2 separate regions of the Mus musculus genome follow, and region 2 is linked to region 1. The links are chromatin contacts, called in public promoter capture Hi-C maps. All regions are on one chromosome and are shown on one strand. Each heading gives the region's core, a stretch centred on a gene start, on an enhancer-like site or on the middle of the called end of the contact. The rest is flanking DNA. Distances are from core to core; before and after follow the strand shown. Region 1 holds the start of Inafm2 (InaF motif containing 2). Region 2 holds the start of Zscan29 (zinc finger SCAN domains 29).

Region 1 (3,619 bases), core at 487-2,986:
CTGGCATGGATCCAGAGACTCAGGCTACAACAGGAAGCCACTTTGGTGGGAGCACTAGGATGAGAACCGGAGGGGGTCAGCACATTCCCCACCCTCCCTAAACAGTCTCTATTGCTAAGGTTTTTCCACGGCCATGGTAGGGGTCTAAGAATGATTATACTCTTGTGCAAGAACGTCAGGAACTTATCTTTCTGAAACAGGAAGGGAACAGGTGAAAGAGTGGGTGATGGAAAAGAAAAAAAAAAAAAAGCTTGTGTTTGTGCCCTTCTGGCTAAGTGCAGTTTGAAGGCCAGCAAATAGCCCTTGCTGGACCCCACCATTCAGTAGCTACCCAGGCTGTGGGGAGATACATAGAGTTCTATGTGATTATAGCGTCTAGTGCATATGTCAACAACTATATACAGGGATCTATAAATTAAACGCATGTCTGGCCACTGCAACTAGGTTGACGTACCTGAGCTCCGCTACTTTTGGTGCTCTCTTCTTTGGGAGAGCCTCGGCTTATTTAAAAAAAAAAAAAAAAAAGAGCCCCTACACAACTCCCTACCTTCCCCTGAGTCTTGGGGAGGGGGCGCCCGAGTCACCCCCTGCGTTTAGGAAACACCAGAGCTAGCAGCGCTGAAGGGCTGGGTGCTAGGCTCTCTCCACCCTCCCCCCCAGTTCCCCTTATGGCTCAGGGCCCTGGCGCAGCACGGTGCTGGGAAGATCAAACCCCGAGTCCCCGGCGAATCGTGGTCCCTTGGCTGAAGATCCGGTTGTGCATTACCGGCTCCCGGGGCAAACTGGCGATCGCTGAGGTGTGTGGGGGCGTACGCTCGCGTAGGGGTCACTCCGGCGGGCTCCGGAGCCGGTCCTGCTGCAAAGTCCTGCTTGGGGGCTTAGGGGACGATGATTCCCGACCGTCCCCAACGCGGAGAGATTCAACGACTCCGGGGCTCTTCGGCCGCTTCCTCTTCGTCCTCGTCCAGCCCCCGCGGCCGTTCGAGCGGCCCAGCCAGGGGGCTGTCTGCAGCGGGCTCCGGGGGCGCCGGCCTCGCCGCCTGCAGCGGGGGTGCGTCGCGTGGCGCCTCGCGGCGGGACGACCCGGTGGTGTTGGGCCCCGCCGCCACCCCCGAAGTCCCAGACGGGCCGGTGGTGTTGGAGCCGCTGGGGGGCGGGCCGACGGCTCCCCCCGAGGTCCCGGCACCCACCGGCTGCCAGATGAGACTGTAGTAGACGGCCAGTACGATGGCGGCCAGCGACACGGAGAGCACGTAGGCGAACACCGTGGCTAGCCGGACCCACTTCTTGTTGGTCTTGGCCGCCATCTTCGCCTTCTTGTCCCCGGTGTAGGTGGCCGGCTTGCCCCGCTCGGCCGGGGCCGCGTCGCGCTCCTTCATGGGGGGGCCCCGGCCTTTGCCCCGGTGCTCCACGGCCCCGGCTGGAGGGGGCCTGGCGGCCTGCGAGGACTGGGCAGGGGGCGTCTCGGCGCCCTGGCTTCCCGGCGGCCCCGCGCTCCGCCGCTGCTCCTCACGCCGCCCGCCCGCAGCCCGCCACCGCGTCGCTGCCGCCGCCGGGGCCTGGGCCCGTCACCGCCGCCAGCGCCGCCGCCGCCGCCGGCCCGCCAGCTGCTTCCCGGCCGCCGCCACAGCCACAGCCGCCCGACTCCGCGTCCCCATCCGCTGCCGCTGCCGCCGCCTGCCCGGCCGCCGGCCGCCTGGTCTCCAGTGGCCGCGCGGACCGCGCGCTCCGGCTCTAGCCCGGCTCCCCCGCGGGGCGCGCCGGTGCAGGGGGCGGGGCCGCGCGCTGCCGGGGGGCTGCCCCTTAAAAGGGCGATGTAGGGGCCCGGAAGTGCCGCGCTGGGAGGCGGCTGCGGCGGGGAATCGTGGGCCCCGTGGGGGACGCCCAGTTAAGAGAGAGTTAAGGGAGGCTGGGCCTTAAAGGGGCGACAGGAGCTTCTTTAAAGGGGGAAAGGCACTTTGCGGGAGGGAGTGCGGAACCGGGAGGTGGCAGGGAGGGGCAGGCTCCGTAGAAAGCTGTCAACTCAGGCGTCTCCTCACATGGCCCAGGCTAGGAGATGGTAGGTGGGAGAACTAACCAGGCCCACCTACACCGGGTCTCCGAAGTGGAGCTAACACTAAGCTTGTGCTCTCGGGTAGCTCTAGAATAGTGAGGGGATAGTGTCCCAGATCCCTTCACCCCAAAGAGCCTGGTTCGGGTCTGGGAACCTGGCGCCCGCACACCGCAGTCAGTCTCGCTTCCTTTTTTCTGTTGGTCTGGACTCCGAGACCACTCGAATCTTGCCTGATTGGGTCCTCTTAGGACCCTTGAGTCAGACTACTGTGAGCCACAGGGACAAGAGCCAAAGGTTGAGTTTGTTTCTTAGGCTGACCTGCCAGCATAATCTCAAATCCCACAACAGGTCTCAGGTCCTACTTTCTGGTCTTCTGACTTTCAGGACTGGTCTCGAATTGTACCCAAGGGGCTGCACTGAACTGGTGGAGGACATCTCCCAGCGTTTTCATTCTTTGATTCTCTTCAACCCCAGGATGTAGAGAACTGTCTTTTCCCATTGAGGCTTGTTCCTTCCAGGCTTCAGCCTTTTTGCTCTTAGGGCCCTTTGGATGCCGGCCACCCCTCTGCACGCAGGGACTCTTAGTACCACCCTTTCTATACTTTCACCCTCTTCCCCTTTGCTTGTTTCATCCCTATTTCCTCTTTGTAATTCACCGCGATTGATTTCTGGGTGCCTCTTGCTTGACTCTCCCTGTGTTCCCAAAACTGTCTTTGTGAGCAGCCTGGATGTCTCAGTGGATTAGAGAACTATGAGTCTGAGTAGGAGAAAGGTCTGTGGTCCTGATGTAGTTGGGGTGGGGCGTGGCCTCTGCGAGGGCCCCACTGACTTCTAACCTCTTGGGCAGGACTCCCTCTGCCCTTTCCACTTCTCCCTTTCCTTTGACTTTGACTTTCCTTATCCAAGCCCTTCCCCAAATTTTCCATCCCATGGAAGCGCTACCAGAATGCAGTGTACTAGTGGGCTTCGAACCACAAGTTTCTAATCTGGTCCTGGTTGGAGGCTCAGGTGGGGCTGTGTCTCTAGCAATGGGCCACCCAATACTATTTCAAGGAGCCTTTTGTTTGTTTGTTTTTTGTTTGTTTGGTTGGTTGGTTTGGTTTTTCGAGACAGGATTTCTCTGTGTAGCCCTGGCTGTCCTGGAACTCACTCTGTAGACCAGGCTGGCCTCGGACTCCGAAATCCACCTGCCTCTGCCTCCCAAGTGTGGGATTAAAGGCATGCGCCACCACTGCCTGGCAAACCGTGCCTTTTTAATTTCTGAGATATTACAAGGACATTGAGAGTTTAGTGTTTATGGGCTTCTGTGGATTGATAGGTGGTGGTGGTGGTGGTGGTGGTGGTGGTGGTGGTGGTGGTGTGTGTGTGTGTGTGTATGAGAGAGAGACACACACAGGGGTGGGGGCGGGACGGGGTACTGTTCTGGAGCAGCCAGAGCAGGTCTTGAAGGTGGCCTGTAGTATTAAAGTCCAAAAATTGCAATCAAATGTCCTTTTCTCCTTTCTCAGTTGTTCTCTGGCCTTCCTGGTGGGGTTGATCGTAGGACCATCCCAAGGTGAATTACAG
Region 2 (3,527 bases), core at 854-3,353, 2.4 Mb before region 1:
GTAGGAAATTCTTGCAAGTTGTCCTCTGACCTACACAGAGGGGATCAGGGGAGAGGAGAGGAGAGAGGACAGACAGAAACAGACAGGGACAGAGACTCCCTTGGCTTATATCTTCAAATTATGTTTTGCTTGAAAGCTTAGGCAAGTTACATCATGGCACCTCTCAATGTCTTAGTTTTCAGAAGTAAAAAGTGGAGATAACTGTGATAACAGATAATATGAATGACAGGTGTTAATCACAGTTACAGATTCAATATATATGTATGTGTGTCTTTTATTACTGATGACACTTCTACAGTTATCAATTTTTTTGTGACTTTTTAAAAATATTTTTATTAGGTATTTTCCTCATTTACATTTCCAATGCTATCCCAAAAGCCCCCCATACCCCCCCAACCCCCCTACCCCCCCACTCCCACTTTTTGGCCCTGGCATTCCCCTGTACTGGGGCATATAAAATTTGCAAGTCCAATGGGCCTCTCTTTCCAGTGATGGCCGATTAGGCCATCTTTTGATACATATGAAGCTAAGAGTCAAGAGCTCCGGGGTACTGGTTAGTTCATAATGTTGTTCTACCTATAGGGTTGCAGATCCCTTTAGCTCCTTGGGTACAGTTATCAAATTTGAACACTTCTTGTTGACAGAGTTTTAGAAAAGTTCTAGGTTTAAGATCAGTGAAATGGCTCAGAGAGTCAGGCATTTGCTACACAAACCTGAAGACCTGAGTTAAATCCCTGAAACCTACACAAATGTGGGAAGAGAGAAGTGACTCCATAAAGTTGACCTCTTCATACACTCTGTGACATATATGCCCACACTCATACAACATAGACACATACTCTAGTTTTAAAAAAAAAAATTCTAGTTTAGGCTTAATTACTGTGAAAAAGTCAACTCCACCTTGAAGTCACTGATACCATTTTACACAACACACTTAGACACATTTGTAGTTGTCATTCTTTTCTTTGCCTTTCTCTGCCCTCTGTTCCCTTCTTTTCTTGCTTTCTTTTTTGAGAGAAGGTTCCACAGTGAAGCCCAGGCTGGACTTGAATCACACCAATAATCCTGCTTCAACTTCCCAAAGGCTGGGATTACAGGCACAAACACTACGCCTGGCTATTAAACTCAGTGTTGCCAATTTAGTTTCGGCAAAATATTGAGTATCACGCTATATCTGGGCTTCTCACGGGGGTTGGGGGAGATAAAGGAACAGAGGGGGAGAGGAAGAGAAAACAACTAACGGGTACATTCCTGTTATACTCTTCTAATTACAGGAAAAACCCCCTCTCAAGTTCTTCACCTGGTACAGAAATTTTCGAAGAAAGGAGGGAAACACCATATGTTTACAAATTCATTTTTTTCATCCAACACAATTTACTGAGTATTGTGTCTTGAGCGCTTTGTATACATTTCCACTACTTTCAAAATTCAATTTGAATCAATGCAAGAGTTCCCTATCCCTCCCCCTTTTCCCTCAAATAACTATCATCTAATTCCAGCTACACATTTAGGGATTCAGTTTAACAACAAATTCATATGCAGTGAAAAGAAGTGTGGTTCTATCCACTCCTAGTGGTTCTCTAGCAGGAGTCGCGGGACCGCAGGGCCCCCATAGCCGGAGCTCCGTAGGGTTGGCCCTCGGTTTCTCCCCGCTCGCGGGCGCCGGTCGGTTGGAGTTCCCCGGGTCCCGCCCCTTCGCTGCGGCTCAGCTGCACCCGCCGCGCGGCAAGCGACTCGTCTCTGACCCCCTGCATACCTGCAGGCCACTCCGCTTGTTCCAGGTGAAAATGGACCCTGGGTACCCACTCAGGGCCAAGAGCAGTTCGTGAATCATTTCTAGGGCGGCTCGGGAGTCCCTAGATCTACCACCTCCTCTTTTCAGCGCCTCTCCGGGCGACCCCTCACACCCAGCGGAATCTCTTGCCCTGAATCCCCGCAGTCCACCGGGAGAGGAGATGCCACAGAGCCGCGCGCCGCATCCCGGAAGTGCGCGCGGCCCAGGCGCCCACCGCCTCGCTCCCGCCGCGGAGCCGCGAGGAGGCGCCGGTGCCGTCGCGCATGCGTCCTGGGCTCCAGGAGAAGCCCGCTCGGACTTCCGGCTTGAGAGCGGGACTGAGGCTAGCCCAGGAGGGGAAGGGATGAGAGTGAGTTGAGAAGCTGGTTGAGAGAGACGCGGCCTGGGGTGGGCCGGCGGGAGTCCTCAGGACGCCTTGGCAGGGTCTGTGGCATTTTGACCGACTGCCGACGTCTCCCAGAGTGACCCGGCCGGAGGGAAGAAAACAAAGCTGGAACTTGGCAGCCGCCGCTGTGGAGCTGTGCTCGAAGCCCACGGACTCGCAGCACCGGCCCGCATCGGCCTCGTTCTCAGGAGACCCACCACTGCCGCCCCTCGAGCTTCCTCGCTTCACCAACTCCTGTAACTCTCCCCTAGTCCACCTCAATTTAGAAGCCCAAGTCGGCTCCCCCGGTGCGCGACCTTCCCCATCTGTCGCCCCGGAACTCTTGCCGAGTTCTTACTTCGTTCGGGAGGCGCGAGCAAGAGACCCAGTGTTCGGCACTTGACTTTGGTTCGGGGTGGAAATTTGTAGTTTGGTGTTCAAGGGGCGGGGCAGACACCAGGAGCTTCTGGAAGGACGGCGGTGGTTCTAGGGGAGAATAGCCGGCGCTCGCTGGACAGAGGCTTTTTGTTGTCGTTCGCCAAACGTTTTGACCGATTTGATCTGGGGCGCTAATGATTTACCTGAGGTGGGAGCGAAGCGGACAGATTTTTCTTTTCTCTGCAACTTCCTGGGGATACTCTAAACGTCACCTAGAAATGCAGTTTTTAAAAGGTCATTTTCACCTTGCCTATTGATTTGCTGTCCTGAAAAGGTACTGCCTCAGAAGGCCACTTCGAGCATATTGAAAGTCAGGCCGGCTCTGACAAGGTTTTAAACATGTAAAGATACTCTCCTCAGATAGCGCCATTTCTCTCTACTCTAGGATAAAACTCCTTTTTACAGAGAGACTCATCTGCAGGTGTTTCTCCAAGGGCATGCAAAGATAGTGTAATAAGTCCTAGAACCCAGACAGTGAGGAGAGAAACGGCTTTCTGCTGTGAAAGATGGCCAAACCCACTCGGAGAGGAAATGGCACAAGCTCTGAAAGCTTACGACAGCGCTTCAGAAGATTCCATTACCAGGAGGTGGCTGGGCCCCGGGAGGCTTTCAGCCAACTATGGGAACTTTGCTGTCGGTGGCTAAGGCCGGAGGTGCGGACCAAGGAGCAGATTGTAGAATTGTTGGTGCTAGAGCAATTCCTGACTGTGCTACCTGTGGAGATCCAGAACTGGGTACAGAAGCAATGTCCAGAAAATGGAGAGGAGGCGGTGACACTGGTGGAAGATTTAGAAAGAGAGTCTGGAAGACCTGGACATTCGGTGAGGAGGAGGGGGAATACAGTCAGAAGTGTGTGGCTGGGGAGAGACAAGGATGGAGGGGCAGTTTAAGATCAGTCGGATGTAAAGAGGTTTGGTGATTTTGATACTT

Evidence for each region. Promoter capture Hi-C pulls out the DNA fragments that hold promoters and counts their contacts.
Region 2: a promoter capture Hi-C map of liver shows a contact between it and region 1, with 4 times the contacts expected there. The contact joins the promoter of Zscan29 here to the promoter of Inafm2 in region 1. A contact is called at or near these places in 1 of 39 promoter capture datasets (liver) and 1 of 9 other capture datasets (liver).

What each region holds. Positions count from the first base shown.
Region 1 is chr2:118,743,875-118,747,493 of GRCm38.p6, reverse strand. Inafm2 (InaF motif containing 2) reads right to left here and starts at 1,736. Exons shown (of 1, transcript NM_001301269.1): 1 at 1-1,736. The coding sequence starts at 1,379. The coding sequence ends at 921.
Region 2 is chr2:121,169,701-121,173,227 of GRCm38.p6, reverse strand. Zscan29 (zinc finger SCAN domains 29) reads left to right here and starts at 2,103. Exons shown (of 5, transcript NM_001290819.1): 1 at 2,103-3,418. The coding sequence starts at 3,104. Tubgcp4 (tubulin, gamma complex associated protein 4) reads right to left here and starts at 2,060. Exons shown (of 18, transcript NM_153387.3): 1 at 1,757-2,060. The coding sequence starts at 1,834.